7 separate regions of the Mus musculus genome follow, and regions 1, 2, 3, 4, 5 and 6 are each linked to region 7. Evidence: chromatin contacts called from public ChIA-PET and HiChIP or PLAC-seq data. All regions are on one chromosome and are shown on one strand. Each heading gives the region's core, a stretch centred on a gene start, on an enhancer-like site or on the middle of the called end of the contact. The rest is flanking DNA. Distances are from core to core; before and after follow the strand shown.

Region 1 (3,689 bases), core at 1,002-3,501, 390 kb before region 7:
CCTGGAGCCAAGATATCAAAGATTTTATTTGGGGGGTTTGGGACATTCTGTGCATTTATTTAGTTTTGTTTTGTTTTGTTTTTTTCTAGCCTGTCTGCTGTTTGGGTGCTAATGGCTAAAGTAGTAGGTAGTCTGACCTGTTCTATTCTAATGCAGCTCTGCAGGTAGCCAAGGGGCAGACTTAGGCACCTGAGACTTGACCTGGGAGGCTGCTGTCAGCTGAGTTAGGAATGGCTTATTAGTAAGATGGCCTGGCAGTCTGCTCTTCAGCCGGAGGGTTCTCTGTGGTCTTTTATCCTTATTATAAAACAGTGCCTTGGACAGCTTTGGTTGGCAATGTGGCTGTTTGTCGTGGCCACAGGAGCACTGATGGTTGGGCAGTCTTCCCTGGCCCTTCATGCTTGGTGTATTTAGAGGATCTCCAGGGTGTAACTGTGATGCTGTTGGGGTTTAGAGTTCATGTTGTATTTATTGAAAGACTGTTCTGGTCTTTCTGTTAGTGAGCTGGAGTGTAGCTCTGTGGAATGTATACCTAATTTGTAGGGCAAATGAAAAGCTGCTTTAAAAGTTCTGTGATGCAGACAGATGTGTAGGTATTGGGCAGACTAGCCAGCAGGTGGGGGCTTCTGGTCAGTTTGTACCTCACTAGCAGGTGACCTCTGTCCTGTCCCTGTCATCCTACAGAGCAGCAAGCGAGTGGGCAAGGTGCTGCACGTGTCCTTGCAGAGCCTTCTGCACAAGGAAGAAAGCCTGGGGCCCAAGAGGCCGAGAGTCGGGTTCCTGGGGTGATTTCTCTCCACTGCACGTTGGTTGCCTCACTTTTCATTGACACTGGTTTGTATATATTTCTCTTAATTGTCAAAATTTAATTCCACATTTGTAAATGTAAAAATAAAGTCTATTTTTTTTGGTCCATTGGTGTTGTTAGCATCTCCAGCTTTATACCAAGACACCATCCTGCTTAGCAGTCTGCTGCCAGGATGGAATTGAAGTGAGTCGGGAGCTGCCTGCTTTAAAGTACGAGAGAATGACAGCAAACACTGAAGTAAAGACCCTGCAGGAGCTAGACATGGTAGCATAGACTGAATACTTGCACTGGGGAGGGTTCAAGCTGAGACAATTTAACAAGACCCAGTCTCCAATCAGACTCCTCGGAGAAAGTGCTTTAAAGAAATAGCCTCCGGCAATAAGTTTGGTTTTTTTTGTTTGGTTGGTTTTTTGGGTTTTTTTTTTTTTATTTTTGGTGTTTGGTTTTTCAAGACAGGGTTTCTCTGTGTAGCCCTGGCTGTCCTGGAACTTACTCTGTAGACCGGGCTGGCCTTGAACTCAGAAATCTGCCTGCCTCTGCCTCCCAAGTGCTGGGATTAAAGGCGTGCGCCACCACTGCCTGGCTCCTGCAGTAAGTATTTTGTGAATTATTTTTTTCTTTATAAAACTTTTGCACTAAAAATCACAGTGCCAGGTTTGGTGACACAAACTTTTAATCCCAAGACCAGCAAGGCAGAAGTAAGTAGATTACTATGAGTGTGGGGCTAGCCTACTCTGCATAGTGAATTCCAGGCTAGCTAAGTGAGACCTACATAGTGAAACCGTGTCACAAAAATTAATCAATCATCAATCAATTCAAACCACTCCCACCCACCGTGTACTTGGTGCTTCTGAGGGTCAGGAATAAGGAAGCCATGGCCACAGAGGAGGGCCCAGGCCTCCTGCCTGTACCTGCCAGGTAACCTTACCAGGTCCTGCCAGCCAAGAGACCCAGAAGATCCTTCCTTGGGTCAGGGGCTTAGTGGACACTTGGGTCCCTCCCCATCCTATCCTACCTTTCTTAGATTTTTCTGCTTTTGTTTTGAGTCAGAGTCTTATGTAGCCCAGTGATGCCTTTGAACTCCAAGTCTTCCTGCTCGGGATTAGGTTGCAGGCATGTTCTGGCATATCAGACTCCAGTCTTGTTTTCAAATTCCTTTGTGTTTTATAACCCCGCCCTGATGTTTCATAAGATGGCCGTGTTGTATCAGCACTATAAAGGCTGCTTAAGGACTATTGTCATTTGACTTACTAGCCAGCTTTAGTTGTCTGGGGACAGTAAGGAAGATAGTCTACTCACAGTGCAGCATGGTGGAATTCAGGCTTCGTGCATACAGGAGTATTTGTGTGTTTTCCAGGAGAGCTAAAGCTCCTAAATCAGTCTTACTGGGCCCTTGGGAGGGAGCTGACTCATGGAGAACATTTCAGCCAGAGGTATTTGCATTCTGCATTGAGTCAGCCAAATAGGGCGAGGTGTTAGGAACTTATCATCTAATGGAAAGAGCAGTGTGGGCTGCAGCCCTCGTGCATTAATTTCAGAGGCCCAGGCATGGGCCCTCCCTCGTGTGACCAGGTCCATCCATCCCTGCAAAGAAGTAGCTGGATTTGTGTGTCCCTGGGAAGCTGCTTACCTACTGATAGCATAGCTGGGCTGTTGTGTTTTCCCAGTGCATGCCACAACAGATGCCATGTTACCCAACAAGGCAGGAGACAGGCTTTATCCTCTGCCCTGTGCCCATTGTGTACCCACGAGGAGTGATTAGCGGTGGTGGTGCAGAGAGGTGCCTCAAATGTGAATGAGGTGCACAAGCCTCGGTTCCAAGGACCGCTTCCACTCGATCACTTTGTCTGTGTAGGACAGTGACCACTTTTAGTGCTTTTGTATGTGCCCATGGGTAGTAAAAATGAATGTTGAGGTTACCACAGCAGTACTATGGGCACAAGCCTGGGACAGGGCACCCGGATTCATATGCCACCCCCCTGTTCACCTCTCATCTTCCTCTGGCTCTTTGGGAAAATTGGTGAGAGAGGAAAACTCCAGTTTGTAGGTAAGTTGGTTCTGTACGTTGGGACAGCAGTGAGGGAGCCAGGGTCATAGAACACTTGGTGGCTTGTTTTTCATGAAGGGAGAAGGATATATAGCTAGTAGAAACTTGTTTGGGTCACTACCCAAAGTTCTCCAGAGAGAAGGGGTATGCTCTGAAAGCTAAGAATATGGCATGCCCTAAGATCCTGCAGAAGAGGGACCTTCTGCAGAAAGTAAGTAGTCTGTCACCAGCTACTCTCTTCCCGAGGGCCTTTGCAGACTCAGAGTGTAGGCTGTGGATCAGGCCCCAGCAACACCTTTGATGCTTGTGTGATGGTTTTTAATCTGCATTATCCCCCAAACAGCGCTGGGCCCACACCTGCCAAAGCCCAAGACAATGTGTGGGAGAGGAGTTTGAGTTTAGACATCCTGGAGGCCGGAAGCAACAGGAGCACTAATCATGTAGGCAGAGAACTAAGTTCAACACCCCTCTGCTTTTCTGGAAGAGGTGGGCATACAGCACTGCCCTTGTTCCCTTAACCTTGCAGGCTATCCACTAACTCTCCCACAGGTGACTCCTGTGTGTCCCTTGAGAAGATGGCACATGGGACAAGTGATGAGTCTATGGAATAGGAGTGTATCCAGAAGACACCTGCTAGGTGTCTCCAGATCTGGATCATGGGAATCCTGCTTCACTTTCTATCCTCAAGTATTGTGAGCCCCATGAGACCAGGCTGGGAGCTTGGCCTCCCAAGACCTACCCAACACAGGCACCAGGACACAGACAGGGCCAGAGTCACATACTTGAACAGATGGCCAGGGTCAAAAGCTATTTGTGTTTGGTTTTGAGTACGGG
Region 2 (3,746 bases), core at 949-3,448, 290 kb before region 7:
AGCTGCCACACAGCACTTTAGGACCTGGCATGGTGTAAGCCGCATGCAGCTTTTCCTTGAATGGTCCCTTATGTAACTCTTCCTTCCACCCCCCACCCCCAGAATCCCTTCCCTTGGGCTACGTGGAGATCAGCTTGCTGTAAGACTGTCAAAGTCAAATCCCTTAGGACTTCCTGCTCACGGGAAAGTCCCCACCTCTGCACACAGCCCTTCCTCTGGCTTGTAGGCACTTGAAATCCACCCTTCAAAAGCTGGTCCTCTGCTTTTTCTCCTCTGCTGTTTGGCCCTTACATCTTTATGCAGATGTAAGGCAGCATTTGCTCCACCATCTGAAGCCCTTTTGGTCTTTCCAGACATCTTCCCTAAAACTACTCGGCTGGGGGAGAAGGAACGATGAATAAACCTGTCATCTTCTGTGAAGAAGCTCCTGCCTTGACTCAGCTGGAACTTCTAACTCCAGGCACTATGGTGCTGCCTTTCAAACATCTTTCTGTCTTAGATGGGATGCAGTTAGCTAATCTGCATCTGTGCAAATCATGTGGGAAGACCCTGCTCTGCGTGTCCCAAAGCTATGTGTATATTAAGTTATCCCAGAGTCTCACACCCCAGAAGGTTTACTGGGTCATAGGATTTTACAGCAGGAGAAGAAATAGATATTGTAGGTTTCAGCTTGACAGCTTGGTATGAACGTACCATCTTCACCCTTGACAGCCCCAACTGATCATATTCCCCATGTGGTTTCCAAGCATACTGTAAATGAAGAAATAAAACAAAACAAATAAAAACCATGAAATGGACAAGGAACTTCACAATCCAATCTCTGGTGCCATCGGTGCCAGGAGGTGCCTGGCATCCTCTTTTGGCTTCATGATTCATCCTGTTACTGGAGTGTTTCGGATCAAAACTTGGAGTCTTGTAGCCCTAATGAGAGGGGCTCAGCCATTTGTCACCAATGCCAATGAAAGAGGCAAGTAATAGAAGCAGGGGAAGATTTATTCAGTGTGGCTACATGGAAAAGAGCAAGCAGGCTGCTGACCACACAACCCCTTCAACCAAGACCATCTTCAGAATCCTGATGTGAAGTTTAGGTTTAAATAGAGGGTCAGAGACCACACAGCTAAACAGTTCCACTTAAGGTATGGTCTTGCCCATCACTGTCTGACCAGCTGTCAAAACTATGAAATCTCCTCCTGAGAGGCAAGTTCCTCCTTCCCCTAGCATAAGACTCCTGGGTGGAATTTTAATTCCTTACATTGCATTATCTCATTAGCCTGATAGTGTGGTTTTTGTTTGTTTGTTTGTTTGTTTCCTGTCTTTCTTTACAACCTGGTGGCTTTCCTGAGCTTTCTGGTCAGCACTGTCTTGCCTACTCTTGAAGTCAGGGCTACCACACAGCAGACAGACTGAAGCCATAAACAATCTTTGCAGTAATTACATATGTCCCAAACTGTGTGTGTGCATAAAAGCCATTGCATATCTGAGGCTCATTTTTATGTGGGCATCTGGGCTGCACGTTTGTTAAATCTAGTAACCCTGGATGGGTCAGAGTCATACTTAGGACCTTGCTCCTTCTTGGCTTGGCTTGATGACACCCATACCTTTTTCCTAATTATATCTTTGTTTGTCTCATCTTTCCTTGGCATGCTGGTCTTCAGGGTCATGGACAGACATGAGTTGAGAGTAGGGTATGGGCATGCCCAACTTGCAAACACTGAGTGTCATGGGGTTGGCATGACCCTAGGAGAGGCCTCCTCCTTGGCTGCTCAGACTCACACCAGGAAGGGAAAGAGAAGTTACTTTTTGTAGGCTCTGACTTGGAATGTAGTTCTCAAGTGTGGGGGAAATCTAAACCAATTCCCTGATTCTAGGGCATTCAAAGGTCCATGGGAACACAAGGGGACATGCAGATTCCTGCTTTCCCCTTCTAGAGACCCAGTTTCTAAGGATGCTGGGTAGAGACACACAGCTCCATGTGGCTGCCTGAAGAATTCTTTACCTGGCCCAAGAGCAATTTTAGTTTCTGCACTTTTGCGGGGCCATACAAGCTGTGGGCTTGTGGGCAGTGAAGCTAGAGCTACCCTTAAAGGAGTTGGCCCAGTAGATGTGGTAGAGAGAAATGCAAATGTGAGGGACAGACACCCGCCCTGGGTGCTGGGGTGGGTGCTGACTGAGCACAGGCTGGCAGGTGAGTCAGCAGGGGGCAATGTGCAGACTCACCCGGCTCAGTTTCTCTCAGGGTGGGGGTTTGCCACAGAGGCTGAGGGAACTAGAAAGAAAAATGCAGCTTAGTGGAAAGCCTGTGGGAACAGGCAAGAGGGGCAAGCTCTGGATGTTGTGGGCAGGTCCCTGGCCAGCCTCCCAGCTTTCATCTGCCTCCAGGAAATGAAGATCAGGAACTTGAGATTCTATTGTGTATGGGGTGGGGGTGGGGGTGGGGGTGGGGAGGATGGTGGATAAGGAGGCTTGTCTTTAGGAAACTAAGTCAAAAGTACTCTTTAAAAGCTATTATTTCAGAACATGCTAGAATTAAAGAACCCCTACCCCACAATGCAGACATGTTTCCAGACTGCCCGTCCCTGGAAGGCAGATATAATCTGCCTTCTGTTTTTAAAACAAACAAACAAACAAACAAACAAAACAAAACAAACAAACCAACAGAGACCTGTGGTGGGTGAGTCCCTGCAGAAGTAACTCTGAGGGCTGTAATTACTGTCAAGCCCTATAGCCCTGGTTAGTTCAGCTCACAAATTGGCCCATGTCCACAGTAGCACCTAAGTATTGTTCTTGTTTATGGGGAAGAAATACATGGGAACACAAAGAAACTTGGCAGTTATAGCAGGAGAGAGGACCCCAGGCAAACTCTCTTCTAGGCTGAGGCTCATCAGGTTTTTTTTAAAGAATTGCAGCAGGAAAAAAAAAAAAAAAAAGCTGAATTACCAATCTGGGTTGGGGAACTTCCTGGGTCAGTGAAAGAATGTACTGTTTAGATCCAAGTTGGGAGAAGGACAAGTTTATTTAGTACACTGAAGAGAGCAGCAGAAAATAATAGAAGAATACAGCGATGTGGGCTCTCCGCTGTGGAGGGAGCCTCCCGGGGTTAGGGTAAGATGCTGGCCATGCATTTCCAGTACAGTTCCCTCCATGCAAATGAAGGCAGGCTGGTGTGTGTCTGCTCAGGCAGCTAACACAGGCCAGGACATTCTGTTTTCTATTCTACTATATGGGTGGAAGAGAGTCAGTTTTTCATTGTTTTGTTTGCTTGGGGAACTGCTTCCTGGATCTGGCTTGTACAGGGGACACACTCCCTTTCTGATAGCTCAACTACAGGCTTCTCAAATGAGCCTTTTGTTTTAATAATGTAGATATATTCTTAAACTGTAATGAGGAAATATGCATCTCCGTGAGTGTCGGGAAATGTGATGTCAGCCAGTATGGGAAAGAGGTTGGGTTCATGGCTGCTCCCAGGGGAATATCTCTCTCTCTCTCTCTCTCTCTCTCTCTCTCTCTCTCTCTCTCTCTCTCTCTCCCAGTCTCTCTCCCTCCCCCTCCCCCTCCCCCTCCGCCAGACACATCCCTGAGCCTGGTGTCTGACTTAAGTGCATTCCCTGGCCATCCTCCACCATTTTTCTTGTCTTTCCCTCACTGGGCGCCTTTGGCAGCCATATCACATGAGTTTCGTTACCCTTTCCTTTCTTCTCCTTCTAAGATCTGTTCATTCCGTCTCATGGTCCCCTTTTTAGTTTTAT
Region 3 (3,810 bases), core at 137-2,636, 510 kb before region 7:
GGTGCCTTTGGAGGCCAGAAAATAGTGGAACCCCTGGAGGTATGAGGTTGGGAGGCACTTGTGGGAAGGTTGCAAGCTGCCTAACTGCTAAGCAATCTCTCCAAACCCCAGTAATCCATCCTTTTATTTCATCCACAAAACCACCCGCATGAGAAGCAAGGTAGCATGTAAGAATGTCCATGAAAAAGCTCTTTAACAGGGAATAAAGTGTTTCTTCCAAGCCCCATACATTAAATATTATTTGTATTTTATATATCAACAAAACAAGTTTTGCTGTGTAGCCCTGGCTATGTAGAGCTATTTAGAGCAGGCTGTTCTCGGACTCACAGAGATCCACTTGCCTCTGCTTCCTCATGTGTACCAACCACCACACTTAGCTCACGTTATACACTTCTACAGCTCTCCTTTAAGGAAATGTATCCCTAACATATATCCATACACACTGCCATTGACTGAATTCAGGATTTTTCATGTATTATGGAAGCACTGAGCTATAACCCCAACTCTCCTTTATTACAAAAACAAAAACTTTTTGAGAGTCTCAAAAAGTCCTTGGCTTGCTTAGTACCTCTCTGTTGGTCAGGCTGGCCTCAAACTCAGTAATTCTACCTCAGCTTCAGAAGTGCTAGGATTACGGGTGTGTGCCACCATGCCTGGCTGCCAGCCCTCTCAAGTGAGACAATGTCTCCCTAAGTTGCTCAGGATGACCATTAACTGCCTCAGCATCCTAAGCATCTGGAATTACCGACAGTAGATGACATTTTACGGTTTGTTTGGGTTTTTTTTTTTTTTGGTTGTTTTTTCAATTTTTTTGTCGTTCTCAATTACTTTACACGAACTTAGAAGTGACTGTGCTTCTGATGGTCCAGGCAGAACAAACGTTTTCCCAAACAACGTTCTGTCTCAAGCGGCCGGTCTCCAGATCCATCATCTCCTGCGTCCACGAGGGAGCAGAGGTGCTTTGAAGGTGCAGCTTGGCTTCAGGATTAGCATGTTAGGTGCGCATCCATGTAAAGTGGCAGACCTCCCCGTCTTCTCAGAAGCAGGTTCCCCTTGACTGCAGGGCTCTTTCAGAAACAAGGTTACTTCCGCCGCAGGTTCTCCTCGGAGATAAACTCCCCTCCTCCCCAAGTTCACGTCAGCAGATTCCTCTCTCACAGTAGGTACCTCTCGGTAGCACGCTTCCTTCAGTGGCGCACGGTCCTCGCTACCGGATTCCCATCCCCCAGGTTCGCCGGAGCCGCAGGCTCTCCTTAGTCGCGGGTTTGCACACGCTGCAGGGTATGGGCTCCAGATTCCTTTCATTTGTAGGCTCGGCTCGGCTCGGCTCCGGACTCCACTGCAGCAGATTCGCCTCACTCGCCTGGCTCCGCCCTAGCCGGGCTCACGGCGGGTGGCGGCGTGCGTGGCAGTCGGCCGTGGCGGGCGCAGCGGGCCTCATGGCGGCCGGTCCGCAGTCCTCGGGTGCCGCCGTGTCTGCGGCCGCTTACCCTGACTCACCCGTGGAGTTACCCGCTCGCCTACAGAAAGGCGCGATGCGGCGCCGCTTCTGGGGCGTGTTCAACTGTCTGTGCGCCGGGGCGTTCGGGGCTCTGGCCGCCGCCGCCGCCAAGCTGGCCTTCGGGAGCCAGGTGCAGCCCGGGGCGCCACGCGGGGGCGGGGCGGGGGGAGGGCGGGGCGGGGGGAGGGCGGGGCGGGGGGAGGGCGGGGCGGGGGAGGGCGGGGCGGGGCGGGGAGGAGGGCGGCTTAACCTGGGTTCCCGCCTGCGCCCATGTTGGACCACCTGGTTTTAGGCACTGCCTCCTGGGGGAGGACCTCGAAGCCCACCTCTCAGTTTAAGTCCCCTTGCCATAGCTTTTTTAGCACGTGACACCTAAGGTGAGATAACCGGTTGCCCATCTCTTCCTGTCCTTGGCAAGAGTTCGGACTGAGCGCCTGCGGAGCTTCTGCATCAGAGAATTCGATCCTGACCTGAACAGGGGACTGCTTGATATAGATTTCTGGCGACTTACAGTCCTTTTGTAAAGTCATATCTTTCCAGAAGGCTACTCAGCTACAAGAAATTTGAGGTCTTCGTGGAAGATAACCCTGCCCCCTGTCTGCAGGCAAATTCCTCTGCCTATCAGTCAGGGTCCGCATATGCTTTGTATGAGACGTGTAAACATCTCCCAGTCTTTCAAGGTTATGCCCATGGTGGTTGTAGCTCAGTGACACTTTCTCCTGCAGGTCAATATTGGCTTATGTGTCTTAGGCATCGTTGCCATGGCAAGCGCCAATTCTCTGATGTGGACCTTCTTTAGCCGGGGCCTCAGTTTCTCTATGTCTTCAGCCATTGCATCTGTCACAGTGACTTTCTCGAACATACTTTGCTCGGTGAGTAGCCTGGTGACCTTGTTCTTAGGGTTCTTGGTGAGTTAGTTGTCCTTGGGAAACCCCTGATTTTCCAGGCTCTAGAAAGGACAGGGAGTAAAACAAAAGTTGGGCTGTCTCCAGGCAAGGAACAGTTAAACATGGAAAACTTAGGAGTGAAACCTATGTCACTCTGGGATAACACCAGCTATCTCAATCAAGAACTCTAACATTAGCTATGGGGTCTAGGGGGTCTGGTCAAGGGAACCCAGTCTTGAATTGGAAGACAGCTTAACTTGGGTTTATGATTACTGGGTACTAGCTATGTCCGTACTGGCCCTACCTGCTAGCCTGCTGAGCCTCAGTGCTCAGCTGGGGTGGTAACCTCTTACGTCCACAGAGGAGACAGAAATACGTGGATTGATCATGAAGGTGGTTGCTGGATGCAAAGCACCAGACTTTGGCCTCTAGCCCCTCAGGAAGAAATCAGCCAAGGAATGGTGGAGCCTACCAGGGTAGGCCAGGTCCCTTACAGCTGTCTCTTCCACAGGCCATCTTAGGCTACCTGCTGTATGGAGAGTGCCAGGAGATCTTATGGTGGGGAGGGGTGTTCCTCATCCTCTGTGGGCTCACCCTGATCCACAGGAAGTTTCCACCCACCTGGAAGGAGAGCAAGGAGCAGTGAGGCCAGTCGGTGGATAGACCAGACCCACTGTAAAGAGAACCATGATACCCAGCCAAGGGTTGACAAGTTGGGCTGCTTCCAGGGCGGCCTGGGAGTGCAGCCCTTAAGTGTCAGCCACATGGAGATGGTGGACCAGCCACTGGCCTCTGACCTCCTCACAGCCTGGAAAGTTAAAGCATTAGCTCCTGTAAGGGGAAGCTAACCACCACAGTATGAGGCCCAAGTCCTTCAGTGTTGGTATAGTGCCTTGATTCTTGTGCACCAGGGAATATTGGAAGACTCTGTGATCATGGGTTACACAGCAACATGGCAGGTACCTGAAAAAAACAAAAAACATGTGATTAGAATCCTGCCCTTCATGTACCCCAGCACTGGCAGTTGGCTTTCTGAAAAAACAAACAAACAAACAACAAAAAAAAAACAACTTGATGTGTCATGCCTCAGGTGGTCCGTGATGCCTATGAATCCACAGCAAAAGAAGGGAACGTGGGCTAATAAACACTTGTAAGCTAAAGCTACTGGATATGGAATTTGAGGGTTTTTTTCCAACGTGGAGGTAAGGGCCTGCACCCAGGTAGGTGAGTTCTCAGAATTGGGGTAGTGGGGTAGTGAGTACAAATGGAGATTTTCTCCATATTCATCTGGACAGGTGACAGGAAGAGCTTGCCGACACAGATCCACTGCTTCTGCTAACTGCGACCAAACCTCTCACACTCCTACAGTAGTTCCTCTCTTCATATCTCCTCTGTCCCTACATACTTGAATCCCCGCCAAAC
Region 4 (3,587 bases), core at 119-2,618, 400 kb after region 7:
GGGTCACTTCTGTTCTCAGAGATTGCCAGTGAGAGGAGCTGAGCTGGTGGCCCATCCATCTTGCTTGGGAATGGCTTCAGTGTCCCCCAACCTGACCTCTCTCATCTGCAGTCAATTGAAGAACTGGTGAACGATCAGCCTTTGCTCTGGGGTCCCACTGTGCGTCCTCTGTTGCTGTCTCTGAGCTTACTTTTCATTTGCATGATGAGCATATTACATATAAATAGTAAAAATCACCATGGGACATCAGGACTTAAACAGGAAGCATGTATTGTGTCATACAGTCTTGTGTGTTGGGAATTTGAGACATCTTAGTGGGGTCGTTTCACTACAGTCTCTCTCGGACGAGGGAGAACGTCTACTCCGTCATTAGGAGATTTGGCTGGAGGTGGGGCTTAATTGCTTTCAGGTGTTCATGCCTCCGGCTGCTCGCAGAGACCTCACTTCCTCATCTCACGAGTCTCTCCACTACTGCCTCAGAGTCCTGTGACATGACCGCAAGCAACAGCAATGCGTGACAGCAAGACAGTAAACTTCTTTCTATACTCTAAGGTCAGCCTGACTCAAGGAAATGACTACCAGGAAGTCTAAGCTACCGTGGACCATCATGAACGCTATGAACACAGTGGACTAATATCAGTTCTGTTCATTGAATCCCAATGTTTTTCATTTGTTTGTTTTGAGACAGGGTGTCCTAGGCTGGCTTCAAACCGCTACTGCTCCCTGAGTGCTGGAACTAAACCACATTTGGTTTGTGCAGTGCTGAGGATGGAACTCGGGGCTCTGCTGGTAATAGACAAGCACTCTACCAACCGAATTACATCAACAGTCCCATTGTGAGGCTTTGTGTACATACTCTGTGTTAGACTCCCCCCTCCCCCCACTATGACACATAGTGAAATGTGTTCTGAGAGGAACAAATTAAAGAGAGAATTTGTTTTGGGTCACAGTTTCAGATGCTTAGTTCCTGACCCTTTGCCGTGTTTCTAGATCTTCAGTGAGGTGGAACACCGTGGTGGCAGGAGTATACGGCAGATACTGTTCACCCCATAGTGGCCAGAAGTCAAAGAAGGAGACAGGAAGGACACAAAGGGGAAGGGGTAAAAGATACATCCTTCAGGGGCACACCCTAAACGACCTGCTTCTCTTATCTGGATCCCACTTCCTGTTTTGGCTGTCTCCTAAGAATGCTCTCATATTACGAATCTACCAAGGAAGGAGTCCAGGATCTGAAGGTTCCAATTCCTTCTCAAATGCCCATTGTCTCGACACCTAAGATTCTGTAGTGTCTGTTTGTGGAAGGCATTTCGTATTCAAACCTTAAAGCCACTGCAGAGCAAACCCACAGTCAGAGGGTGTGGTTGCTAAAAACAGCCGCTAAGGGGACTGCTGGAGCTGGGCTCTGAGGAGGAAGTACCACAAAGGGCTCAGGGACAGACAACTAAGAAGTTTCGAAGCTAGTGTCTTCTAGCTTTCTCTGCTGTTTCCATGTGAACAAATTACGATGACTTAGGAAATCTTTCCATCGCACTTGAGTGCACACCAAAGGCTGGTTTTGATAATTCGTTAGTGTTCTCTCTAAATTTCAGGCATTCTAGAAGGTGTGGTCCAAGACGGAGACTGACACGTATTAGCACGGAGCTCCGAGACTCCAAAGGGATTGAGTGCACTTTGTGACTGTCAACAGGTTCCATTATCAAGACTTTGCAAGACTCCATGTAATTTCTCAAATCTTGTATTGATTCCTTAAAATAGTCACACAGAGGAAGTTTTATGAATTTTTGATGTTTTTGTAATGATAAAGTACTTTTTAAAAATAGAAAATGGGGTTTCTTTTTTGTAGCCCTGGACATCTGGAACTTACTATGTATATCAGGCTAGAATATGCATAAAATTTGATTTTGAGTTTTTCCTGGTTAATTTTTGCATACTCCTCTATAGTAATGTACTGATTATCCCAGCTGTGTAGTAAATTACTCCACATAATAGATATAATAGCACCCATTCTATTCTAATTATGGTTTTATAGAATAGGATTCAGGAAAGCTGGGCTGTTCACCTGTGGGATTTCCCCCTCTTTTCTGTCCTTGCGTCCCCTTTCCTTTTCTTCCCTTCCTGCCCTTTCTTTCCTTCCTTCCTTCCTTCTTTCTTTCTTTCTCTCTCTCTCTCTCTCTCTCTTTCTCTCTTTCTCTTTCTCTCTTCCTGGCAAAAGCCTTACCATCTCCCTGCACAAGTATGCTCCTGCCAAGTTCATCCATCTGTGGGTTTTCTTACACGGTAACAGTAGAATGTCAACTGAATCATCATTATCTGCCAGCCAGAGTGAATTAGATGTCCAAATTGGCGTACTTCCAGGCTACCAGGGACCTTTGTCAGAAAGACTATCATTAAGAAAACAAATAACAACAGATGCTGGTGAAAAGGTGGGGGAAAGAGAGTTGTATACATTTTTAGTGGGAGTGTTATCATTAAGAAAACAGCAGATGACCCAGAGGCTCACCCACCATGAGCCACTATGATATACAAATATGTAGCGTAAAGATGGGAAAGAAAGAGACTTGGAATGGTTTGAGCGGTATGAAGAGAGGCAGAACTGGAGATGTGAGGGTGGAGCGGAATAACCTAATGTGTGTAGCCTGTTTTGCTACCTGAGGCCATGATAAAGCCCTGGCCTATGATACTGCTGCTGAGGGCCATGTCTAGGTCCATGACCAGGTAGCAGCAGGGGTCTCTGTTGATTTCTGTGGTTCATTTTACAACCAAAGTCTATGCAGAGGACCCTGGTCTGTCTGCTGCCTGGGACCATGCTGATAATAAAAGGGCTATGAAGAGATGGCCTCACTTGTTGCAGCATTTGGGATACCAGGCCCCGAATCATGCCTAGGCAGCATAGTAGAACTAGCCCTGGTGGCAGGGGCTTGAGTGAGCTGCTTGGAGAGTGTGTGGGCACAGGAGAGATGTTCCCACCTCAGGCAGATTGAAGAGCTGTCTCTGGGGTCACGACAGTGGGATAGCTGGCCCCACCCCTCTCTGGCTACAGCACTCAGGAGAGTGGGCTTTGTACCTCACCTGGGCAGCATAGTAGAGTTGGCTCTAGTGCCACGGGTGAGGGCATGAGAGCAGTAGAGCTGGCCCTGCCCCTTGTCAGTTGTGGCATTGGGTGATATAGCCAGGGCAGTGCTGGAGAGTTCACTCTAGTGGTGAAGGTTTGGGAGAGCTAGAGGGCTGAGTTGGTACTCAGCTACTACCCAGATCCAGGGCTTTGAGTTGGCCCATCCCAACATCTACCCCATCTATGAACTGGTGGATAAAGGGATTGGTTGTACAGATCCAGAGCTGCAGGATCTCTGTGACACAGGGAACTAGAGGATATCTGAGAGGGAGTCCTGGTGAGGATCCGGTATTGATGGTGCAGCAGAAGTCAGAGTCGTCAAACAAGACCGATGACTCATTGCAATAAACATTTCCAAGTAAATATGTATGAACAAAATGGTATGCTGTGAGACACACTGTGACACACCACAACTTCCATGATATATATATTTTTTTATTTTCTTTTGGGGAGGTTGCAAGGGTGGATATGAAGG
Region 5 (3,699 bases), core at 886-3,385, 350 kb before region 7:
GAGTGTGTGTGCGTGCACGCGCGCACGCGTGTGCTCGAGCATGTGTGTGTTCCCCAGGTGTGCCTCTCCACCCTGTGAAATTGTAATGTAGCCTTGGTAAGAATATTTAACATTGATCTTTGTGGGGAACTGGGAAGCAAAAAACCCCAACATCATTGATAAGAATAAGCTAGATATGGAGACATGCCTGTAATCCTAGCACTCATCCATCCATCCATCCATCCATTCATCCACCCATCCATCCATCCACCTATCGAGTATGATCCAAGGGAGGCATCAAATCAGCTAAAGACAGCTGGAGAGACTCCACTTACTTCTTTTTCACGAAGCAGATGATGAGTACCAGGGCAAACAGCAGCAGAGCTCCACCTCCTGCTGCACCAATGACGACAGCCAAATCTGTGAGCAGAGATGGGAGGGCAAAGGAAGAGACGAGAGAGTTAGCATAAGGAAGAACTGGATACGTTCACAGTCCCCAGCTTTGTCCCTTCTGATACAAAACTCTGAAGGTGACTGAGTCAGGTCTGAGCCTCATCTTTAAAGGAACTGTCAGCTGGTACTTTTCCAGGAGAGGAAGTCAGACAGTTTATTACAAGTTTGATTCTTAGAGGCCACCCATGTTAATCATGCAGAATCTCCCTGGGTATAAAACTCAGTTGAGCTAAGAGGGAAAGCCAAGGCCCCAGGTTTATGTCTCCAGTGGAACTATTTCCTTTGAGCTGTTTGGTACATGCATATTAACCACTGTGTTGTCTGAATTTCGTTACGAGCAAACAAAAGGGTTACTATCTAAGTCAGTGGTTCTCGAGCTTCCTAATGCTGTGACCTTTAACATAGTTCCTCATATTGTTGTGACCCCCCCAACCACAATTATTTTGTTGCTACTTCATAACTAATTTTGCTACCATTATGATTCATAATATAAATATCTGATGCACAGGATATCTGATAGGCTATCCTTGCGGGAGTTGTGACCCACAGATTGAGAACCACTGGTCTAAGCCAATACAATTTGAAATAGTTTGTATGTAGCACTTAGATACATGAAACAGATAGGGGTGGGACGCTCGCTACTCCTGGCTTCCACTGGGTGTGTTCCCTGGTCACCAGGCTGTCGTAGAGAAGGAAAAGCAGAGGGGAGAGCAGAGACTCAAACAGCAGAAGGAGTGAAGGAGCAGGTCATTTCATCTGGGTTGAGTTGTCTTTTTCCCCACACCGCACAATGGAAAAAGAGCACAGATCTGAGAGGGAACACCACACTAGACTCACGAAGAAACAAAGGGTGAGATTCAGAGGACATAGAAATAAGTGACAGAAAAAGAGAGCAGAAGAGGAAGAAGGTCCAAGTAGTAACTTCAGAGCTGGGAGTTCCTAGTGGCTCTCTCTCTCTCTCTCTCTCTCTCTCTCTCTCTCTCTCTCTCTCTCTCTCTCTCTCTCTCTCTCCCCCTCCCTCTCCCCCTCCCTTGCTCCCTCCCTCCCTCCCTCCCTCCCTCCCTCCCTCCCATTTCCCTCTCCCCATCTCTCTCCAGGTCCTCATATACTTTTTAAGGATTTATTTATTTTATGTATATGAGTATACCATTGTCTCTTCAGACACACCAGAAGAGGGCATCAGATCCCATTACAGATGGCTGTGAGCCATCATGTGGTTGCTGGGAATTGAACGCAGGACCTCTGGAAGAGCAGACAGTGCTTCTAACTGCGGAACCATCTCTCCAGCCCCAGGTTCTCATATTTTTTAATCCTCGTTACTGTCTCCCTATGATCTTTCACCCCCTCACTCTACAGATGAAGATCACAGGAGTGAAGAGAACTCCTATAGATCATGGGGTTCAAGAGTGAAGAACTGTAGCAGAAGGATCCACGTGAGCCAATAGAATGTGGCAGAAGATGTGTTCTGCTTGTTCCTTCTATGCTTCCTTTGGTGTCTTGTGCATTTCTCAGCACAAGGCAGAGTTAAGTAAGCACAACTGTCTCAGGTCATTGGGCTGGGACCTTTGTCAGGATATAGATAGTCAAGATCAGCAAAGTCTCATAATCAACCTGTACAGCCTGCAGATGAATAATACGTGGACCCAATAAGCTTAGCTCAGAACAGACTTGCCCAGACAATGTGCAAACAGTAAATGTTGTACAATAGCTGATGTGTGGATAGCTATGACTCAATCTGTTTCCTGACTTGCCTCGAAAGCTTGTTCTCTGCCTCTCAAGTGCCCCTCAATTTTTTCTTTCCTTCACCACCTCCAGGAGACTCTGAAAGTTCTTACCTACAGTCCTCGGGGTAAGAGTCACCCAGAAGAGCAAATCTAGCTGCTTGCCATTCATGGGGCTGCAATTGGAGATGTTAACCCAGAAGCTGTGATGGTGGAAACTTGGCTTAGGCAGGACTTCCTCCTCCAAGCTGAAGATCTCCTCTGCCCGGGACTGCTGCTCCTGGATGATCATGAATGCACGCCCTGACTGGCAGGCCAAGCCAGAACGCTCTTTCAAGACGGTCAGACAAGCCACTTGGTTGCTAGGCACACTGATGTTCCAAGACACTGAGGAGAGGGCAGGCAGGCCACGGTCCCAGTTGGGTGATCTTAGGTAGACCTTGTTTTTTGTGTCTGGGGTCACCGTGAAGATGCCTTCCTCTGCAGGAAATGGAAGAGATCCAGACAAATGCTGTATCACTCAATAAAATGGAGAGAAAAGGGAGTGTAAGGGATACTGAATAGTCTACACCAGTGCCATCCAAGAGAACTTTCTGCTATGATGGACATGTTCTATATTATGACTGTTCAGTAGGTAGCCAATATTCATGTGCACCTATTGAGCACTTCTTGTGTGCTCACTGTGCCAAGTAGTATAGTCAGCATCTACGCTATCCCCTAAAGGCTGTAGAGTACAGGTCCAGTCACCAGTTCATAGTACTACTGGGAGGTGATAGGACCTATAAGGGGAGAGAGGTCAAATGGAAGTTAGGTCACCGGGGAATACCCTTAAAGGGACTATTGGGACCCTGTTCTTTACTCTCTTTTTGCTTTCTGATGACCATGAGGTGAGCAGCCGCTCCCATTACACACTCCTACTGTGATATATTGCTCCAACACAGACCCCAACAGTGGCTGGATCTACCAAGCATGGCATTCAGTCTGATTCTGTGAGCCAAAGAAAACTTCTCCTGCATATAAGTTATCTCACCAATGGAAACCAATGCAACAGAAGTGCATATTTTTCATTCATTCAACACTGATTTTGGTTTACATGATTGCATGTGGGTACTGTATCAGTTAGTGAAGGATACCGCTCTCTATTAGACTATGTGTCCAGGTTCATTTCAAACAAACATCCGAACAGTTTGCCAAATGAGGGTTCTCAGAAATATTCCCAAAGCGGCAATCTCCCTGCCCCACTCTACTGTGGGAGTAGGATATATCTATGTCTGCCCCAGAGAGCAACAACAACAACAATAACAAAGCTGCAGGTTTGGGCAGATGTCTAGGATTGAAATGTTGAAAGGGCTTTCAACATATCTGTAGGTCTGCTGTATGCTCCAGATGAGATAAGAACTAACATTCTTCTCTGAGGAGAATAACCCTGGATTCTCAAAGCTTCCCAAAGGGGATTCCCTCGTAATCTTGAAGATGGCAATCAGGTCAACCTGGATTGACCTTAATCTATCACAAAGATTTATTTCTTTCCCACCATGCCACTGAA
Region 6 (4,093 bases), core at 1,092-3,591, 310 kb before region 7:
GACAGGACTCGAGTGGAACTCCTGGGAACTAAATGACAACCTCCGTGTCTGGGGGAGTAAAATGTGTGATATGTGAGGTGAAGTTCTTTGAAAACCCACATCTGTGCTGCAAATCCTGCAGACTGACAGGCTGTTGTGAATGTCCTAATTGTGATAAGTTGGAATGTTGCAGATTGAGAGTTAAAATTATCGTGGACAATCTTTTAGTCTCCTTAAAGCCATTTTCCACCCACCTCTATATCTGACCTAACATCTTAGTGTCAGGTAAAAACTCTTTGATTATATTAACTTAGGTGATCATTAGTTTCTATGAACCCAACAGCCATCATATATGTCATCTATGAACCCAACAGCCATCATATATGTCATCAGCTAGCATATGAGACCTTGCCCAGGGACTTCAACCCTGTCTGTAACCAACCTACTAAATGTTCCCACCAATATATGTAGTAAATGCCTTGATTTATAATTTTATTTTGTTCTATGACTATGAAAATTCATGTAACCACTTCAAGAATCCATGTTCCCACTGGTCTAAGAATAAACTCTACTTCTCCCGAGGAGTAGACAGACAGCAGCCAGTTCAGAGCAGACTGCAGGTCTTGTCTTCAACGATTACTGGACTTAGACCATATTCCCACTGAAGAAGTTTTTGACTATTGCCATAGAAAGTCAGAAACACCTCAAAACATTCCCTAGAGTGTCACCTGCCTCCAAGAATGCTGGTACACCCTCCCCACTCCTCTCATGCACACATGCATTCCTTTCCTATTTTTCTGCTCTTAAAATGTTTTTAAGACAAAATTTCATATATCCCAGGCCTGTAAAGAACTCACAATGAGGCTGAGACTGACCTTGAATTCCCAGCTCTCCTGCCTCCACTCCAGAATGCTAGGATCACAAGTATGAGCCACCATGCCCAGTTTATAAAGTGCTGGGAATTGAACCCAGGGCTTTGTACTTGCTAGGCAGACACTCTACAACCGGGACTACATACTTTGTCCCTTAAATGGATTGAAAACTCACTCCTAAGAAAGTGGTGGCCCACATCTGTAATGAATTCCAGGAGTATGGAGTGGGAGCATGAAACTCAGTAGTTTTAAGGCCAGCTTGGGAGACACCGGGAGACCCAGAAAAACAGAAACCAAACCCTAGCTAGCAACAACAAAATATATACCACAGTGTGTCTGTGTGTGTAGTTTAAAAGGAGGTCTTAAGTCTTCCTGTTTACTATGCAGTTATATATCACCTAATGTTGGAAAAAGAAACCAGGAAGTTTTCCTGCGGCTTACGCCCAAGTCTAACCACACCGTTTTAATTTTATTCTTTAATTTATGCTAATTTATCTACCTGTCCAACACAAACAAACACCCCCTTAGTTGTTGATATTACAGACCCCAACTATGACTTGGACCGTACTATTTTTTAAAACATAAAAACCTGTGCGAGTCTGAGAAAGAGCCTCACATCAAGTTCTTACTTGAAGAAAGCTAGTTTTATTCGCGGTATTCTACTCCTAGGGCCCACAAATCCTATTCTTTCCTGGAGCGATCTCCGAGATCAGAGCAGCCTCTACTCCCAATCCAAACTACTCGAAATTCACAGGCTCCACGGAATTACACTCCAACCTTCCACCAGGGAAGAGGTGGGGCACCTGTGGGGTCTCTGCAGCTAGATGCCCGCTGCTGCCTGGTGACTGTCCGCTTGAAGCTGTCCTTAGGCCTCAGGATGAGCGGGCGCGCACGCACGGACAGCTAAAATGGTACCTCAGCGGGAAGTCAAACCACCCTCTTCTTGCACTCACTTCTCTGGCCCAGGTGTGGAGTGGGCCCGAAGAAGAAAGCTCTCCCACGTCCCAATCGAGTATCCCTAAGAGTCTCAGCAAAGTACCCATGGCACAATGTGCTGCCTGGAGAACGTCCTCCTAAGGCTTGTTCCGCGCGCTTATTTGTTCCTAGGCCAGGGAAGCTCACCCAGGTCCAGGACTCTCCCACGTGCCTGAGCGCTGGGGCGAGTCGTCCCGGGGACCTCGCCCCACCATCTAGGACTGTGCTACCAGGTCCGGATCGTGTAACCCCTGAACACGCGCCACCTCCAGGCACCTCCCTGGCCGGCCACAGGTTGCTCTTACCTGTCCCGCGCAGCAGGCGTGCTGTGCCCAGCAGCAGGGCCCCCAGCAGTGCGACTGAGAACCCGCAGGCCGAGTGGGCCATGACTCGGGGGGCGCCTCGGTCTCCCTAGGGCACGACTGTGGCCTGTGTCTGCGAGTGGCCTCGGTGGCGCCTAGGCACCGAAACGCAGCTGCGCCCCGCCCTGCCCCGCCGCTCACCTGCGCGCAGGACCCCGCCCCGCCCGCTCAGCAAGAGCGAGGGTGACCCACGCTTCCTCTGTGGCCTCCTCCTCTTCCTGCCTCAGCTCAGGTACTACCCTCCCTTGCCCGGTGGCCTTGAGGCAAATTTGTCCCCGCCTTCCCGGGCTTCAGTTCCTTTCTCAAAGTCCAAAAGACTTTGTTGCCAGCCAGCTCCTTCTCCTTCCGCTGTTCAGGTGTGCTGGTTGAGGTTCCTGTTGGTCACTGATCCCCAACCTTTTGGCTTTCTCTGTTGCTGGACAGGGGCCTAGGCCTGCTCCAGCTTCTCCCCTGCAGTGTCCAGAGTTCACCAGCTCTTCCCAGTGTCAGACAAGATAAGCTTTCCTATTTGGGCAACGAGCCCAAAGATGCCAAAGCAGGGCAAAGTTAGGACAGATGTGAAGGCACGGGGTGGGTTCTGCCAAGTTGCTGGGTTGTTCTTTATTGAAGTAAGGGTTTCACAGATGCTGGACGAGGGTGCTAGAACGAGACACTTCAGAAACCCTGCGTTGATTGTGGGAAGAGTAGATTGAATGGGTGCATGAGACTGGAAAGGCTCAAGAGAAGAAACCCAAGCAGGTGCACAAGGCCCTTAGCTGGGTTGTGAGTAGGGGAGTGGGCACAGTGCTACTGAGTTGGGCAGTGGGTGTGAGCGTGAAGGATTCTGATCAGAAGCTGGTCTGTCCTGCAGCCAATCTCTTCTCAGATATAGCTAGGTTACCTAGTTCTGGTTTAAGAGGTCTTGTGGAGTCTTCTATCCTCTAGGCCAGAGGTTCTCAACCTTTCTAATAATGCAACCCTTTAATACAGTTCCTCATGTTGTGATGACCCCCCTACCATGAAATTATTCATTGATACTTCATAACTATAATTTTGCTTATATTATGAATCTTAATGTACATATCTTTGTTTTCTGATGGTTTTAGGCAATCCCTGTGCAAATGTTATTTGACCTCCAAAGAGGTTGCAACCCACAGGTTGAAAACCACTGCTCTAGGCCATCCCATGTCCTGAATCACAGGCAGTGATGGTAGATGGTCTGGGACCTCGTGGATGGCAAGCCAGATTTCAGCCCAAAGGATTCAGTGGCCCTATGCATTTACTGTGCCCATGGCCAAGGTCACTCAGACCTTTCCAGGAATCTATGACAGAAACAGAAGCCCATGCCCCAGTATCAGTCAGAGTGTGGCCCCAATTTCTCTTTAGCTTCTGGAAAATCTGAGCTAATACTCAACGGAGATGAAAAGTCACTTCTCCAGAGCTTCATCCCTTTCTTCTCAGTTTCCAAAGAAGAAAGAAGCAAACACTCTCCAGTTCTGAGCAGCCTGAGGCAAGACCTTAACACAGCTCCATCTACAGAAGGGCCTATAAACTGGAGGTTGGGGAGATGGGGTCTCAGACTTCCGGCTCTAAGTGCACTTACCTCACTGGCAATTCTTGGATTGCTGCTGAACTAATAGAAAGAATTCTTTTTATTATTAGGGTTTTTTTTTTCCAGTTTTGTTTTGAGTCAGTGTCTCTCAATGAAGCTCTAGCTGGCTGGGAACTCACTTTGTAGACCAGGCTGGTCTCAACTCAACAGAGATTTGCTTGTCTACCTTCTAAATGCTAGGCTTAAAGGTGTACACTACCATGTCCAGCAAGAAAGAGAAATCTTGATGAAAAAGCTAAACTTTTTAAAAATGCTTATGGCTGAGCATGGTGGGCACACACCTTTAGTCCTACCACTTGTGGGGCAGAAACAGG
Region 7 (4,056 bases), core at 436-2,935:
CCTATGAGATGGACCTTTAAAGTGTCCACTTATCCACCCAAATAGAACATCTTAAAGCAAGAACTCTTAAACCAGGTGTGGTTGGTGGTGCTTGCTTATAACCTCAGCACCTTGGGAGCTTGAATCAGAGTTCCAAGTCCATTTCCATAGCCAAGTAAAGGCCCACTGTCTTATATAAGACAGCCTCAGTCAGTCTCTCTTTCTCTTCCCCTCCCCCCTCTGCACGTACACACATCACACACACCCTTCAAAACAAAACACACAACAAAACAAAAAAAAAAAACCCTCATTTTTTTTAAGTGCTAAAACTGACAACAATGCATATTAATGATCTCAAATCTCAGACAAAAAATTAAAGAGCAAACAAAAAATACTGTTAGCTGGGCAGTAGTGGTGCGTGCTTTTACACCAGTATTCAGGAGGCAGAGGCAGGGATCTCTGAGTTGGAGGCCAGCCTGGTTACAGAGCAAGTTCCAGGACAGTCAAAACTACACAGGGAAACCCGGTCTCGAGAAACAACCCACTATAACTTCATTAAAAGCAAACTAAATCCTCAGAAGTGTAGAAGCCTGGTATGGTATCTTGTACCTTAAATTCCAGTACTCTGGAAAGCAAAGGCAGCCATTTGGCCTGGTCTATATCCAGCAGTATGGACTGCAGGAGTGAGCCACACCCCTTGGTCCTTGGTCTAATTCTGCCCCAATAATTTCCTTTATCTGATACAGTTTTAATAAACTCCTGGGGAGTGGGGTATGTTTTCTAGGACAACTTAATCATGGAGTGACTGGTTAATGAATAGGCTGAGCCCTGCTCCCGATCCACCTTCGTCACATCTGTTTCTGGCTATCTCAGGTCTTACGTAAAATGTTCATGTACTCGTTTTTCTGGGCCTCTTACTGCGAAATCCCCGAATTTTTAAGGTTTCCTTGTGCAGTGGAGGCTAGGTCGGCTTTGCAAGCGGAGCTAGCCAAGGCCGCTGTACCAATCATGAAGAGCAGAAGCTACGCCCTTCTCATGTCAGTGCCGTCTGTGTTCTACCAGCTAGGAGCTTTCGGTGAGATTTTTCCGTCATCGGGTGGGAAGACATTGGCCACGCATGTCCCTGTCCCTGATTGCAAACCTCCACTCTCAAGAGTGTTTTCGTAAGAGTACATTTCCAGACTCCTGCGCAATTTTAAGAACAGGGGAGCTAGGAAACTTGCAAACCGTTTTAGGTAACTCCGGGTTTCAAATACAGCCAAGAAGGTATTATTTTTTCGCAAAGCAACATTAAAACGTAAGACATTTGACCTTGACAATCTAGCTATGATCCTTTTCAAGCAGGCCTTCCAAGGTTCAGGAAAAAGATCGCACACGTCGAGCCAGCCAGGAGTCGAACCTAGAATCTTCTGATCCGTAGTCAGACGCGTTATCCATTGCGCCACTGGCCCGGTGCTGAGGAGGCCTCCTCCACGATAAGTGATCTCCAATTACACAGCTTCACTATGCTTCCTGCTTCTAACCTCAGTCTGGTCGGTTTGTTGAATGTCGCGACTCAGTGCAAAGCTACCGGGACTCCGCCTTTCTCTGCAACGCGTTACACCAATCCCCAGAGGCGACGTCACGGCGTTCTTTGGTCCGCTCCAATCCGCGCATCGGAGGCGTGCCTCGCAGCTCACTGGTTTGTCCGCCGCCGGCTCCCGTGCTCGCCCGAGAGGCGGACCCGGGAGGGGGTGGGGCCAGGCCGAGGCTCCTTGACCACCGCGCCTGGGGAGCGGTCGCCGCGGAGCCGGGGTGGCAGCGGGCTACACTGCGGGTGGAGCGAAGAGGAGGAAGCTGCACGATGGCGGCCGCAGCCTACGAGCATCTGAAGCTGTGAGTCCCGCGGGCTGCGGCCGCTGACAGGAAGGGCGGAGGGGCGAGCGGGCGCCGAGGCCCGGGAGTGTGCGGCCCGCACCGGCCGAGCTCGCGGGCTGGGCTTTCCCCGTCCAGCCTGGCTGCAGCGTAGGCCAGTGTCCCGCAGCCTCGCCCGCCGCTGGACCTGGCGCGGTGAGCCGAGCCGCAGCCCGCAGCACCGGAGGCTGCAGCCAGCTTTCCCTGGGTGGCCTCCGGGAGAGGCCTTTTTCACCGGGCGTGCTCTGACGTCCGCCGGCAGAGCTAACCTTTCTCTTGGTTTCAGGCTTTCTGGGCCTGGGAGTCTCAATGACGGGTCCTTCTTAGGGCGCAGCAATAATTTAGTCAGATGTCCTAAGGGCCGGTCGAATTTACTGTGCTTATTCCAACAGACTGCGTCGACAGCTACAGTAGGCTCGCCTCTATTTTGGCGTAGCAATGTTGAGTTTTGGCAAAGCCAGGACTTGAGGTTTTGAGGCCCAGCCACTGGATGTTTAGAGGTGCAAAAAAAAAAAAAAATAGACATTTATAAGCTCTTTGGCTCGTCCTGGGTTAGAGGAGATGGGGGATAATTTCTCTTGTGTTACCCTCAGCACCTACACTCCTTGTTTGTGAATAACTTCGCCCTAACCGCTTTAATAATTTACCACGGTCTGGGAATGCCTTTAGTAGCAGAAGCAAATATAACTTTCGAAAAGCCAAGTTAAATTATCCTGTTAATTAGACATAGACATCCCAGTTCGTTTGCAGGAAACAAATGTAGTTTGGGTACGCCCAATGAATAACTGAAGGTGTAAAGTTATGAGTCCAGAATTTGGAGGGAGGCCATCTGCCCAACACTTTTCATGTTTTGCTGTGTTCACCCTTTATGCCTCTTCTGCTTGCTACATACAGTTCTCTTTGAAAAGCCCAGCGCCACCCTTCCTTCCACATTTCTTTTAATTAGTTTTCCTTTGTAAAGTGAATAATCACCTTATTGGTGACAGTTGAAGCAAAGTGTACTTACTGGTCTATGTCCGGCCCGAGTCACATGTCCTTTACTGGCAAATTAGGTTATTGTCCACCTGATAGTTGTTGAAGGGCTGAACATGATCTTACACTAGGTCTCAGATGTGTTTAAGCAATTTGGAGTCTTGCCTTGAAGTAGCTCGGCTTTCGGTTACAGGATATTGTTGAGTTTTCCTGCATCGAAGAATAATTGAGATGGATAACTTGAGAATTAGGAAGATTATTTTTGAGCTGCCCAGGCACTGAGTTTCACCAGGCCAGACCTCAATACAGGCAGCCATCCTCCTTGATTCCTGGGCAGGTTATTCAACCTCTGTGAATAATTCTTTTATATATAAAATTAAAAAATAAGAGTGTTCATACTTCATCCTTACCATCCTCTCCAGTTCAGACTTCACTACAGGCAGACACCATTTTATGTGTACACAGAAGAGAAGGGAATTTATCCTTTAGAAGTGGAAATGGTGGTTTTGTAATGAAGTGGAAACTATGAGTCTGGGGTTATATGGACATTCATATCAGTCTTTAGGGTTTGGATGTTTCTATAAATGTGAAGATAGAACTTGATTGCAAGTGTTTCTTTAGCAGGGAGTTTGTGAGTTAGAATCTGTTTTCACCCCTCCCCCCTTTTTAGCCATTCTATTTAAACTTTTAAATATACCCCATGGGCAAAGAATATTCTGTTTTAGAGGTACTTGTAGGCTGAATTAGTTGCTGAACTATCTAAGAATGGTGGGACTTTTAAAAATACCTAAAAAGAGCCATATGTGAAGTTACTTTGCTGGTTGATGGTGGCGCTTGACTTTAATCTAAACCAGCACCTAAGAGGCAGAGGCAGTGGGTCTCAGGCAGCCTGGTCTTGAGTGAGTTTCAGGACAGCCATGGGTACACAGAGAAACCCTGTCTCAGAGAACGGAAATAAATTACTTTATTGTAGATGTATTGGTATATAATTTCCTGAAGTGTTGAAGTGCTTGGATATTAAATGACAACTTCTTGCACCCATGTCACACACTTTCTTCAGCTTATCTCTGCTTTGTTAAAATCCCACCTTTTAGATGTTCTTTGCTTACCCTCCAGTTCCCAGTTACAATTCCACTTCTACTCTACTGACTACAGGTTGGAGCCCACATTTTTTAACTACCTGAATTCTAAGTTCTTTATAATTTTGTAACT

The links. ChIA-PET counts read pairs in DNA pulled down with a chosen protein or histone mark. HiChIP or PLAC-seq counts read pairs in DNA pulled down with a chosen protein or histone mark.
Region 1: a contact with region 7 is called in an H3K27ac HiChIP or PLAC-seq map of heart atrium, with 4 times the contacts expected there. The contact joins the enhancer-like site here to the promoter of Sacm1l in region 7. A contact is called at or near these places in 1 of 15 datasets of contacts at CTCF or cohesin (the NIH/3T3 cell line), 5 of 484 Hi-C or Micro-C datasets (the C2C12 cell line, bone marrow-derived DN3 thymocytes, cerebral cortex and 2 more), 15 of 115 datasets of contacts at active chromatin or transcription factors (SST interneurons, acute myeloid leukemia, bone marrow-derived macrophages and 12 more) and 1 of 9 other capture datasets (embryonic stem cells).
Region 2: a contact with region 7 is called in an H3K4me3 HiChIP or PLAC-seq map of stem cell-derived neural progenitor cells, with 32 read pairs. The contact joins the enhancer-like site here to the promoter of Sacm1l in region 7. A contact is called at or near these places in 1 of 39 promoter capture datasets (neural stem cells), 9 of 115 datasets of contacts at active chromatin or transcription factors (the 230-238 cell line, bone marrow-derived macrophages, embryonic stem cells and 3 more) and 1 of 9 other capture datasets (pancreatic islet).
Region 3: a contact with region 7 is called in an RNA polymerase II ChIA-PET map of memory CD8 T cells, with 88 read pairs. The contact joins the promoter of Tmem42 here to the promoter of Sacm1l in region 7. A contact is called at or near these places in 2 of 39 promoter capture datasets (embryonic stem cells and erythroid cells), 8 of 484 Hi-C or Micro-C datasets (the Ba/F3 cell line, CD4 T cells, centrocytes and 4 more), 6 of 115 datasets of contacts at active chromatin or transcription factors (astrocytes, effector CD8 T cells, embryonic stem cells and 2 more) and 3 of 9 other capture datasets (adipose tissue, liver and pancreatic islet).
Region 4: a contact with region 7 is called in an H3K4me3 HiChIP or PLAC-seq map of pro-B cells, with 3 times the contacts expected there. The contact joins the enhancer-like site here to the promoter of Sacm1l in region 7. A contact is called at or near these places in 6 of 115 datasets of contacts at active chromatin or transcription factors (DN3 thymocytes, effector CD8 T cells, embryonic stem cells and 3 more) and 1 of 9 other capture datasets (liver).
Region 5: an H3K4me3 HiChIP or PLAC-seq map of bone marrow-derived macrophages shows a contact between it and region 7, with 3 times the contacts expected there. The contact joins the enhancer-like site here to the promoter of Sacm1l in region 7. A contact is called at or near these places in 1 of 39 promoter capture datasets (cranial neural crest), 1 of 15 datasets of contacts at CTCF or cohesin (the NIH/3T3 cell line), 21 of 484 Hi-C or Micro-C datasets (B cells, the G1E-ER4 cell line, the N1E-115 cell line and 13 more), 16 of 115 datasets of contacts at active chromatin or transcription factors (the 230-238 cell line, the NIH/3T3 cell line, bone marrow-derived dendritic cells and 9 more) and 2 of 9 other capture datasets (adipose tissue and pancreatic islet).
Region 6: an H3K4me3 HiChIP or PLAC-seq map of embryonic stem cells shows a contact between it and region 7, with 11 read pairs. The contact joins the promoter of Cdcp1 here to the promoter of Sacm1l in region 7. A contact is called at or near these places in 1 of 39 promoter capture datasets (embryonic stem cells), 1 of 15 datasets of contacts at CTCF or cohesin (the NIH/3T3 cell line), 2 of 484 Hi-C or Micro-C datasets (bone marrow-derived macrophages and embryonic stem cells) and 5 of 115 datasets of contacts at active chromatin or transcription factors (acute myeloid leukemia, embryonic stem cells and pancreatic cancer cells).

What each region holds. Positions count from the first base shown.
Region 1 is chr9:123,135,215-123,138,903 of GRCm38.p6, forward strand. Exosc7 (exosome component 7) reads left to right here. Exons shown (of 8, transcript NM_001081188.1): 8 at 685-915. The coding sequence ends at 789. Among named protein-coding and RNA genes, the nearest start is that of Clec3b, 14 kb to the right of the region's middle. Within about 2 kb of position 2,252, at least 79 of the 459 cell types and tissues checked have an H3K27ac peak or open chromatin away from gene starts, as enhancers often do. A contact at or near this core is called in the C2C12 cell line, the NIH/3T3 cell line and heart atrium, where this site is marked.
Region 2 is chr9:123,235,688-123,239,433 of GRCm38.p6, forward strand. No RefSeq gene overlaps it. Among named protein-coding and RNA genes, the nearest start is that of Cdcp1, 22 kb to the left of the region's middle. Within about 2 kb of position 2,199, at least 101 of the 459 cell types and tissues checked have an H3K27ac peak or open chromatin away from gene starts, as enhancers often do. A contact at or near this core is called in neural stem cells, pancreatic cancer cells and stem cell-derived neural progenitor cells, where this site is marked.
Region 3 is chr9:123,019,940-123,023,749 of GRCm38.p6, forward strand. Tmem42 (transmembrane protein 42) reads left to right here and starts at 1,387. Exons shown (of 3, transcript NM_025339.4): 1 at 1,387-1,631; 2 at 2,227-2,373; 3 at 2,900-3,552. The coding sequence starts at 1,440. The coding sequence ends at 3,034.
Region 4 is chr9:123,927,758-123,931,344 of GRCm38.p6, forward strand. It overlaps Gm51701 (a long non-coding RNA gene), which reads left to right. Exons shown (of 2, transcript XR_003948284.1): 2 at 1-949. Among named protein-coding and RNA genes, the nearest start is that of Gm51701, 4.4 kb to the left of the region's middle. Within about 2 kb of position 1,369, at least 183 of the 459 cell types and tissues checked have an H3K27ac peak or open chromatin away from gene starts, as enhancers often do. A contact at or near this core is called in DN3 thymocytes, effector CD8 T cells, embryonic stem cells and 3 more, where this site is marked.
Region 5 is chr9:123,175,421-123,179,119 of GRCm38.p6, forward strand. Cdcp1 (CUB domain containing protein 1) reads right to left here. Exons shown (of 9, transcript NM_133974.3): 7 at 2,268-2,633; 8 at 315-399. Among named protein-coding and RNA genes, the nearest start is that of Gm23323, 15 kb to the left of the region's middle. Within about 2 kb of position 2,136, at least 17 of the 459 cell types and tissues checked have an H3K27ac peak or open chromatin away from gene starts, as enhancers often do. A contact at or near this core is called in bone marrow-derived dendritic cells and bone marrow-derived macrophages, where this site is marked.
Region 6 is chr9:123,213,697-123,217,789 of GRCm38.p6, forward strand. Cdcp1 (CUB domain containing protein 1) reads right to left here and starts at 2,342. Exons shown (of 9, transcript NM_133974.3): 1 at 2,132-2,342. The coding sequence starts at 2,213.
Region 7 is chr9:123,528,068-123,532,123 of GRCm38.p6, forward strand. Sacm1l (SAC1 suppressor of actin mutations 1-like (yeast)) reads left to right here and starts at 1,686. Exons shown (of 20, transcript NM_030692.5): 1 at 1,686-1,854. The coding sequence starts at 1,823. It overlaps n-TRacg2 (a tRNA gene), which reads right to left and starts at 1,430; the gene lies at 1,358-1,430.